3 separate regions of the Mus musculus genome follow, and regions 1 and 3 are each linked to region 2. A link is a contact called in public promoter capture Hi-C data. All regions are on one chromosome and are shown on one strand. Each heading gives the region's core, a stretch centred on a gene start, on an enhancer-like site or on the middle of the called end of the contact. The rest is flanking DNA. Distances are from core to core; before and after follow the strand shown.

Region 1 (2,765 bases), core at 48-2,547, 2.5 Mb before region 2:
AGTTATATTATTCAATCTAATAAAAAATTAATGAGAATCCACTGTGGGCAAGAAGACTTACAAGTTAGTAGTTCAAAAACTGTAATAAAAAGCCCCACAGGGGAAGTGCCAAGAGGTACAAAGTTCTCTGGGAGAGAGCTTCCAATCTCTTTAGTATCATCAGAAGAGACTAAAACATTCCGGAAAGGGACACTTACAGGATCAACCTGACTGGGAAGAAAACCAGAAAGAACTCCAATGAGAACTGTGGAAATGGACACTGGGACACACTATCTGCTTAGCCACAGCGTGGCTAAGCAAGATCGTTCAAAAAAAAAAAAAAAAAAACCCAAAAACAAAAACAAAACAGGCTAACCAAAGAAATATAGAAGAAAGACATGCAACAGAGTGGGCGAAAACTGGAGGCAGAAAAGTCAGCGACAACCAATGTTGACTTAAAACCTTGGCAACAAAACTCAGCTCAGCAAAACTGGATTGAGGACTTTCTACCTTCAAAGTCTCGTCCATCATCCACCCTCCCGAATATCCCAGCTCTTCTGGACCTCTCTTATCTGGACTTTAGAAACAGGGTCCTTTCCCAAGTCCTATGCCACACAGTCTAGTTAAGGGCCAGGCTTCCTCACTCATCAGCTCTCTAAACCCTGATACAAAGGACCAGGTCTGCTCTTCACTCTGTGTGACCTCGGACTAGTCACCCAAGTGGCTAGTTCTTCTGTCTTCTTGCCTGCAGATCAGTTTATTACGAAGAGACCCGGATCAGACTCGATGATTTCAGAGATTTAAAACCTTGAAAAAGCGCATATGGAGACACTGGACACGCGGTCCTTTGCGTAGATGGGGAAACTGAGGCACCGAGCACCCTGCCCTAAGGTCATAACAGCAATGTCGCTGTAAGATCCCTGCCACTGTTCGGCTCAGATCCCATGACTTCTAGTCCGGGGCTCTTTCTCCTTCCGCCCAGCTTAAGGGAGCTGCGGGGGGTCCAGGGTTCGGGAGGGAAAAGGACAGCGAACACGCCGGGTTTGGGAAAAGGAGGGGAGTGACCTTACCTTCACAGGGTAAGCCCCGCCGCCTTAGTCTTCCTCTCAGAACTGGATCCCCTAGTCCGGTACGGACTTCTACCAAGCCCCCGCCACTACTGCCCGGCTCGACGTGTCCCACGACCGCAGTAAAGGCCGCGGATTCCCGCCCTGGACCCGCCCCCTGGGTGATCCCACCAATCACCGCTCAGAACCTAGGAACTCCACCTCCTCGGAGGGCTGGTGAGGCCTTGCGTCACTGGGAGCTCACCTCCTCATTTGCCTTTGCTCCACCTCCTCCACCGCTGGGTCTCCTCTGGGCCTCACTACCCTGAGAGAGTTTGTCCTGCCGGAAAGCAGCTCGCCGCCACGGCGTTTTACGTTACCGGCGGTGACAGGCCCTGGGAACATCCAACTTCCTCCTCCCTTCAGCTGGGCGAAAGCCGACGTGATGTTCGGTGCCGGAGACGAGGATGACACCGACTTCCTCTCGCCAAGCGGCGGGTGAGTGATTGAGGAACGGGACCCGAGCGCTGGGCTGAGAGACTGGCGCGGTGGCTGCAGGGGTCGGGCTCTTCTCAGGCCGCTTCCCAACTTCCGGGTCTAGACAGACCCTCGGCGCGTTCCACCGCTCAGCCTTCGCATTCTGAGTAGCGGTGTCACCTCGGCCCGTCTGGGTTCAGGAACTGGAACCTCCCTTGACACCCTTTTGCTTTGTGAATCACACTTTCTCCAGTGAAATGGAGAGGATTGCTGGGGAGACTGCTTGCCTCGGAGTTTATATAGGAGTCAGCTCCTATAATAAATATACGAGCTGTAAACTCAAGAGACTTTCTCTTCCCCGAGAACAGGATGGTGACACTTTGAACCAGGACCTGGTGGGCCATCTCTGGCATCCTTCAAAGCCTACTTCAGAGGTTACCTTTTTGGTGATTCTTTGCTTTCACAGTCCCGGGAGGAATAGTCTGCTTCATCTTCCATATTTCCACAAGCCTTAGCACATGGAACCTACTGAAATCTAAGCCCTGACTGAACTGCTTATGGTTGCTCATTTCTGTCTAGGTCTCAGAACAGTAACTCCTGGTGCACATTGATTGCTCACGAAGTGCCTGCGAAATTATGCTTTTTAAGCCCTAAGGTGTAACGCCAATGGGAAAGACTATTCGTTTTCTTCTGCTTTCAAACATCATATATGCCATCTTGGGAGAGAAGTCTTTAACGGCAGGCTAGATCCACCCCACCCCCCCCCTTTAATAATTAGCTCAGTGTTTTCCCTTGCGTTGTCCTAGTGGACCTCATGTCTCCCTTCAGACTTGTTAACTGCAAAGCTCACATCTTTGCACAGCCCTTCTTTGAACGCCTGCTTTACAAGTTTTGTGCATAGTGATGAACCTACTTAAGAATGACTGACACATCATCCTACCAATAATGATTAGTCTCCTAGAATACTGGGCAGTCAATACAGGAGTGACCATAAGATGACTGGCTTTCTTTTGATTGTGTGTGTGTGTGTGAGAGAGAGATGTATGCATGTATGCATGTTGTGAACATCTTTGTTGAGGACAGAGGTTCAGTATCAGGGGTCCTTCTCTGTACACTTCCACTTTAGTTTTTGAGACAAGTTTTCTCACTGAACCTGAGTTTTCCATTTTGACTAGACTGGTTGTCCAGCAAGCTCCCAGTATCCATCCATCACCACACTTGTCTTTTTTTTTTTTTTTTTTTTTTTTTTTTTTTTTTGTGGTT
Region 2 (3,124 bases), core at 158-2,657:
AAGAGCTGAAGCAACAGGATCACTTGGGCCTAAAAATTCAAGAAAAGCCTGGGCAACATGCAAAACTCTACCTAAAAACAAGTAAATCATAGACCTGGAGAGACGGCTCTGCGGCTAAGAGCACATCCAGGTCTTTCAGAAGACCTGGGTTCAGCACTGTTGATGTCTCACAACCACGGTAACTCCAGCTCCAGGGCACTCAGTGCCCTCTTCTGGTCTTCATGGGCACATGCATGAACGTGCTCATACCCCAACACAGACACAATCATATACATTTAAATATAAGTAAATCTTTTTTAAAAATGTTGGGCATGATGGTGTAAGCCTTTAATTTCAGTACTCACGGGAATTTGAGGATAACCTGGTCTACATAGTGAGATCCTGTCTCAATACATACATACATACATAGACACACACATACATACACACACACACACACACACACACAGCTGAATTCTATAGCATGAGAATATATAGTTCCTTAAAAATCATGTGCCTTAGAAAGCCTATACTTTTATTTCTGACCTATATGTCTCATCAAATTCTGCCATCAGCATCCCACTAGTCACCCACGCTGCTGGCAGATGCCCTCACTGTGATCCTTTACAATCCATCCAACTTCTAGACCCAGCTATTAAACTCCTCCGCAGCCGCAGACGATTGACCCAAGTTAAGCCAATCAGTGTCCCTCTCACTCTCAGGGCCCACTTGCCGCACATGACCCAAGCCAGGCAGCGTTGGCAGGTCCCAATTCACTCTGGCTGTAAAACGTGTGGGGTGCAAAGGCTGCCACGTTCCCACGTCTGAGATGGTGAGACCCGTCGTCAGTGGCATTCAGAGGTTCCAGCTGTGACTGTCAAGAGGCTCACCCACCCCCTCCCCTTCTGCTTGACTTAACAGGAGCTGTACTCCTATTATTAGCAAATAAAAGGCACACTCAGAGTCCAGTGAGAGGAGCCCCGTGGAACTGCACCACACACACACACACTCACCCCCACCTCCACCACCAACCATCTGCTCCCAGCTCTAGGGGCTTGATCAACAGGACTTAAAAACCACAAACCAGCCCCGCTCCTCCTGTTCCTTAGCACTTGGCTGGCCTCCCAACAGCTTCCTCCAATGGTCTGCCGCATCACCCACTGGCCTCTCCATGGCACTTCACCAATTGACACTTAGTGCCTGCACATTTACATTTTGGGCTCTGGGGGTGGGGGTGGGGGGCTGAGTTTCTTATTTCTGTCCGTTAGGAAATCACCTACTTCATCCTGAGTCAAAAACTCGCTCCTTTGGCAGAGGCACATCCTCTTAGTTACTCCCTGTGCATAAACTTCACGGTAAGGATAGCAGGTGCTGCCAGTACCCGACAGCACACCCACGTGCTGACCACTTTGGCACCCTCTGGTCTAACTACCAACCCAGCACCTGCGTTTCTCAGCCTGGCTGTTTCCCCAGCTCAACCTGCTCTGTCTCCCCTCTAGGCAGTTTGAAAAATACTGTTAATTAATGCCTAAACTCACCACCCAAACAGCCTTCAGCCAGTGGCTAATGATAGCTTCACCCCTTCCCTTGTAGAGGCCGCCAGTATGAGACAAAGGTCCAGCTATGCTCAGAAAGACTGCTCAGTCACACACTCTCCCTGTAGAGTTGAGCAGTACCTGTTTCACTTCTGAAATGTTCTTGATTTTTAGACAGGTTTCACTTTATAGCCCCGGCTGGCCTGGAATTCACTATGTAGACCAGACTGAGACTAACTCAGTCTCCAAGTGTTTCTCTGCACGAACGAACATGCCTCAAGTGCAAACTGTGCACTTGAAGGCCAAAAGAGGGTGTCAGATTCCTGGAACTGAAATTACAGACAGTTGTGAGCCGCCGTGTGGGTGCTCGGAACCAACCCTGGGTCTTCTGCAAGAGCAGCAAACTCCTAACTGCTGAGCCATCTCTGTAGCCGGAGTCCAGGCATTCTAGGAGGAGGTGGTTGCCTTTGCTTTGCATGGAATGTGTCGGAAGAGGAGGGCTCTCTGAGTCACCAGCTAACTCCATCTTTTAATTCTTTAGAAATCTCCATACTATTTGCTTCGTTTCCTTTTTTTTTTTTAAGCTCCACACAATTGTATTACAATTTTAAAAGAAAAACCTCCCGAACAGACAAGCTGTGAGACTCAGCGGAGCTGTTGAGAGGAGGAGGAGAAAGGAGCAGAGAAAAAAAAAAAAGAAAAAAGCCACTCCATTTACTCAGCCTGGAGGTCTGACACACGGTGGGGAGGGTGCCCGAGGGAAACTAAGACGCCCAAGGTATCGCAAAAGCATACTTAGCTTCTGGCCAGCGTCTGAAAGGAGACAGAAAAGAGAAAATTGGGCTTTGTGACCCAGGCCTCATCGAGGAGGGCAGGCCCAGCAGAAACACATGGTGTCTCGTAGGTGTCACCACCTTCCTGTGTCCTGTGGTGGCTTTGCTGACCTCCACTGACTCCACAGACACCCACCACGTGGTCTGCCCTACTCTCCTGCCTTCCATCTGAGTTAGCAGTGACGGATGCTGCTTCTCAACCTCATGTCCCTCCCCTCCTTTCATTTGTGTCCCCCTTTGTGGTACCAGGGAGAAAACCTAGGGCCTACCATGAGCTGCTGGGCCCTGAGCTGCAGCTCCAACATCTCTACCCGCCTCTATTTATGTATTATTGCTTATCTGTGACAAGGTATCATGTAACCCAGGCTGGCCTCAAACTATATATCTGAGGCTGCCTTTAACTTCTAATCTGCCTGACTCTACCTCCAGAGTGCTTGGATTACAGGGGTATGTCACCACACATGGTTTATGGGGTGCTGGGGGCTTGAACCCATGGCTTCCTGCATGTTAGACAAGCGTTCTACACTGAACGACAGCCTCAGCCCCATCTGCTTTATGTAATGAGGCCCAGCTCAGCAGCTGCCCTGTTTCACTGTTACCTTGGTTCTTTGTTCACACCTTTCCCCAAAGTCTTAGAGAACAGAGGCAGCTGGAGCATCATCACAGGCGTAGCTCACAGGTGCTGGGTGTCTGTTTCCACAGTAGCCCTCGCACGCCCCTGCAGCTGACCGAAGGCTTCTGCCTGCCCCTCACGTTCTTGCCCTTCCCCTACCTTCC
Region 3 (3,111 bases), core at 403-2,902, 2.6 Mb before region 2:
CAAGCAGGTAAAGTCACAGGCTCAAAGGTGAAAACAGAAGGGTAAGGTTGCACGCGTTTGCAAGTATGTCTTCCCAACATTTCATTCTAAGTAGGTACCACCACATTGACTTTTTTTTTTTTTTTTTTTAGAAAAAGGAAAAACAAGCCAGTAAAAAAACATGGGTTCTGGGGCTCAGTCTCAGGTCCTAATGGTCACAGAGAAAAGCTTTTGGCACCTGAACTAGCTCCCCAGACCAATAGAAGGTTTTGGCCTATAAACCTAATACTATGTGGTTTGGGAAGGTGTTCATCAGAATATTGAATCATCAAAAGTACATGGTGGCGACCAGGAAGGAGGCAGGAGGAGTTTGAGGTCAAAGGTAAGAGACTGTGGGGGGTGGGGGGAGATGGAAATGTATGGCTCAGTGGCAGAACAGTTGCCTAGCATGCAAAAAAAAAAAAAAAAAAACCCGGGTTGGATTCCCAGCACTGTTTAAAAAAGGGTGTGTGTGTGGGGGTAATGACCTGCAATTTGCATCTTACCGGATGTTATATTAATATTTCCTGCTTCAATGCCGGCTTTGAGTCCTTCTTTTCCCAAAATCCCAGACTCTCCTTTGGCCAGGCGTTCCCGCTCTTTCTCTTCCAAGCTTCCATAGTAGATGTGTGGTTTCTTCACAACGGGAGCAACTAAATCGTCAGGCGCTTTGGTTTTGGTTGTCTGTTAAATCAAAGACCCGGACTAAGGTTTAGTTCCAGCAAACCATGCTTCCCAAAAGAATGAAGCTAACGCTGCACTTTCATCTTCTTTCCTCTCAAAACTAGAGGAGAAAGTCGAAACTGACTTTGTGCGAGTTAAGGCTCTTGTTAAGTTTGGCACACAAATACGACCAATCAATTTCTGCCTGAAGTGTCTTGGTTGTTTTGGGGCCCGTTACTTTAATCGACTGGAAAAGCAATCTCCGGTTTTACGAAAATAACTTCTCACTGCTGGGCAGACACTAAAAACAACCTAAACAATCAGGGTGGCTCTAGGTGCACCAAGTCACGATGTGACTGGAATACACATTTCAAATACTTTCAGAGCCGATTACAAGTTGGGAAGCCTCATCATAGTAAGTACGAGTCGGACAGCTTAAGTCAGGACACAACCCGATTCCAAAGCACCGTGTTTTGGAGCAGCCAGAAAGAGTGGTCTCTGCTCAGGACTTAAGTAAGAGCAGTGCAAAGAGAGCTGCAGCACACGAAGACATCAGGAAAAGGCTACTAAGGTCCACACTAGGGTCCCTCAGCTTTCCTCCTCCTCGGCCCAGACCCGTAAGGTAACGGCCCTTTCCCACGGGAACCCCCGGCCTCTCTAGGGCAGGCCTGAGCTTAGATCCAGAGCTCCGTACCGTGGAGGAGGCTCGTGAGGAGGCCATGCCGGGCGGCGGAGACGCGAGGCCCTAGCCAAATCCGCGTTCTACTTTTCAGACCGGGAACCGCGCGCCTAGCAAAGTGGAAGTGCGTCACTGGCCGGAAACGTATCAGAAACGTACTACGTGCGAAGTATCTTGGGAATGGTAGTTGCCAAAGGTCGGCTGGAGTCGAGGGGCGTGGCCTTACAGAGCTACACAACCTCGCGGGAGAAGAGGAGCATGGGAAGAGAGGCGCAGAGCAGCCTGGGAGGTGTAGTTTGGGCTGCGCAGCAATGGAGTCATGGTGGGAGTTGAGGTTCTGGGGAACTGCAGAGGCCTGAAAAGAGGTAGGTTTGCGGATCGCAACCATAATCTGGAACAAAACGAGGGTCTCTGTTATCCTTCGGGAGGCCTTCCGCCATTTCGAAGCTGAGGCCTGTGTTGCCATGGAAATCTCTCCCTAGACTTCTGCAGCCTTGGAGCTGGGAAAGAGGACTGTTGTCCACGACGGAAGTCCTTCGGGGGCCCCTCGTAACTCGGTGGCTACGTAATCAGTTTGGGCTTCAAGAAGATATTAAACTCTAAGACCTTCTAAGGCTAAAATAGAGATGTGGTGGAGGAGCTGCGGCCTAGTTTGTTGTGGGTTTACTTGTCTACAGCCTATTCTTTGTCTGTGTTCTTTGAAATAAAGGGTCCATGAAGGCTCCAGATAAAGAGCATATCAGCAGTAGTAGCTCCAATGAATGTTAGGCCATCAGAGATAAGGTTTTTTTTAAAAAAAAAATCCTTACATGAAAGTTGTGGGGGTTACAAAAATATGCGCGTTTGCCGAGCTGAACAGACTCACTTCCACACTCAAGGCCCTGCCCCGAACAACTCCAATTAGAAGAGCACTTCCTTTTCGAGGACTTACTAATGCCGAGTTACGCGCAACGAGCTTATTCTGTTTTAGTCATCTCAGTCACGGACAAGAGTACAAGCCCGAAAAAAACCAAAAAACATTCTGGTGAGAAAAGGTCGTTCTGGAGCCGTAGTAGTAGAATTAGTAACGTGGCAGGTCGCGAGCCGCCGAGCCGCGCTTTTAACTCGTACTCATTATTGCTCTCTAGTGGTGAGGCTTTCAGAAAGTTCCCTCGCAAGTAGGGAATTATTGTTGTTGTTGTTGTTTTTCTAAGTGTTTCTTCCTTTCCCCCTTGGAGCTGACTTCCATTTCTCTACGTAAGGATCTGGTAGAAAGTAGTATCTGATAGAATAAAGCAGTTTTGAAATGTCACGGGCCAGTGTTTTGATTAGATCACCCCTTGCTGTGCTAAGCCTCCTGAGAGAAGTGTAAATGTTTCCTATACATTGTAGTGTTTTGTTTCGTTCTGGATGCACGCAATAATAATTTCTATGAATGCACACTATAGCAAAACTTTCATGTAGATCACTATCATTTAGCTTTTTATTTTAGTGGTCTAAGTGTAACTTTGTTTTTTTTTTTTTTTTTAAATTATTTATTATATGTAAGTACACTAGCTGTCTTCAGACACTCCAGAAGAGGGCGCCAGATCTTGTTACGGATGGTTGTGAGCCACCATGTGGTTGCTGGGAATTGAACTCAGGACCTCTGGAAGAGCAGTCAATGCTCTTAACCACTGAGCCATCTCTCCAGCCCCTATGTGTAACTTTTATAGAATGCTGATTTAGCTTTTTTTTTGTTTTGTTTTGTTTTTTGTTTTTCTTTTTTTTGC

What was found. Promoter capture Hi-C pulls out the DNA fragments that hold promoters and counts their contacts.
Region 1: a promoter capture Hi-C map of second pharyngeal arch cranial neural crest shows a contact between it and region 2. The contact joins the promoter of Fkbp15 here to the enhancer-like site in region 2. A contact is called at or near these places in 5 of 39 promoter capture datasets (cranial neural crest, hippocampal neurons, liver and 1 more) and 1 of 115 datasets of contacts at active chromatin or transcription factors (large pre-B cells).
Region 3: a promoter capture Hi-C map of hippocampal neurons shows a contact between it and region 2, with 2.5 times the contacts expected there. The contact joins the promoter of Cdc26 here to the enhancer-like site in region 2. A contact is called at or near these places in 2 of 39 promoter capture datasets (hippocampal neurons and stem cell-derived epiblast-like cells).

Annotation. Positions count from the first base shown.
Region 1 is chr4:62,359,128-62,361,892 of GRCm38.p6, reverse strand. Fkbp15 (FK506 binding protein 15) reads left to right here and starts at 1,297. Exons shown (of 28, transcript NM_001045528.2): 1 at 1,297-1,523. The coding sequence starts at 1,471. Slc31a1 (solute carrier family 31, member 1) reads right to left here and starts at 1,192. Exons shown (of 5, transcript NM_175090.4): 1 at 1,050-1,192.
Region 2 is chr4:59,817,549-59,820,672 of GRCm38.p6, reverse strand. The region is part of intron 1 of Snx30 (sorting nexin family member 30); the gene reads right to left. Among named protein-coding and RNA genes, the nearest start is that of Snx30, 13 kb to the right of the region's middle. Within about 2 kb of position 1,407, at least 109 of the 459 cell types and tissues checked have an H3K27ac peak or open chromatin away from gene starts, as enhancers often do. A contact at or near this core is called in hippocampal neurons, where this site is marked.
Region 3 is chr4:62,407,166-62,410,276 of GRCm38.p6, reverse strand. Cdc26 (cell division cycle 26) reads left to right here and starts at 1,652. Exons shown (of 4, transcript NM_139291.4): 1 at 1,652-1,725. It overlaps Prpf4 (pre-mRNA processing factor 4), which reads right to left and starts at 1,494. Exons shown (of 14, transcript NM_027297.3): 1 at 1,376-1,494; 2 at 525-702. The coding sequence starts at 1,402.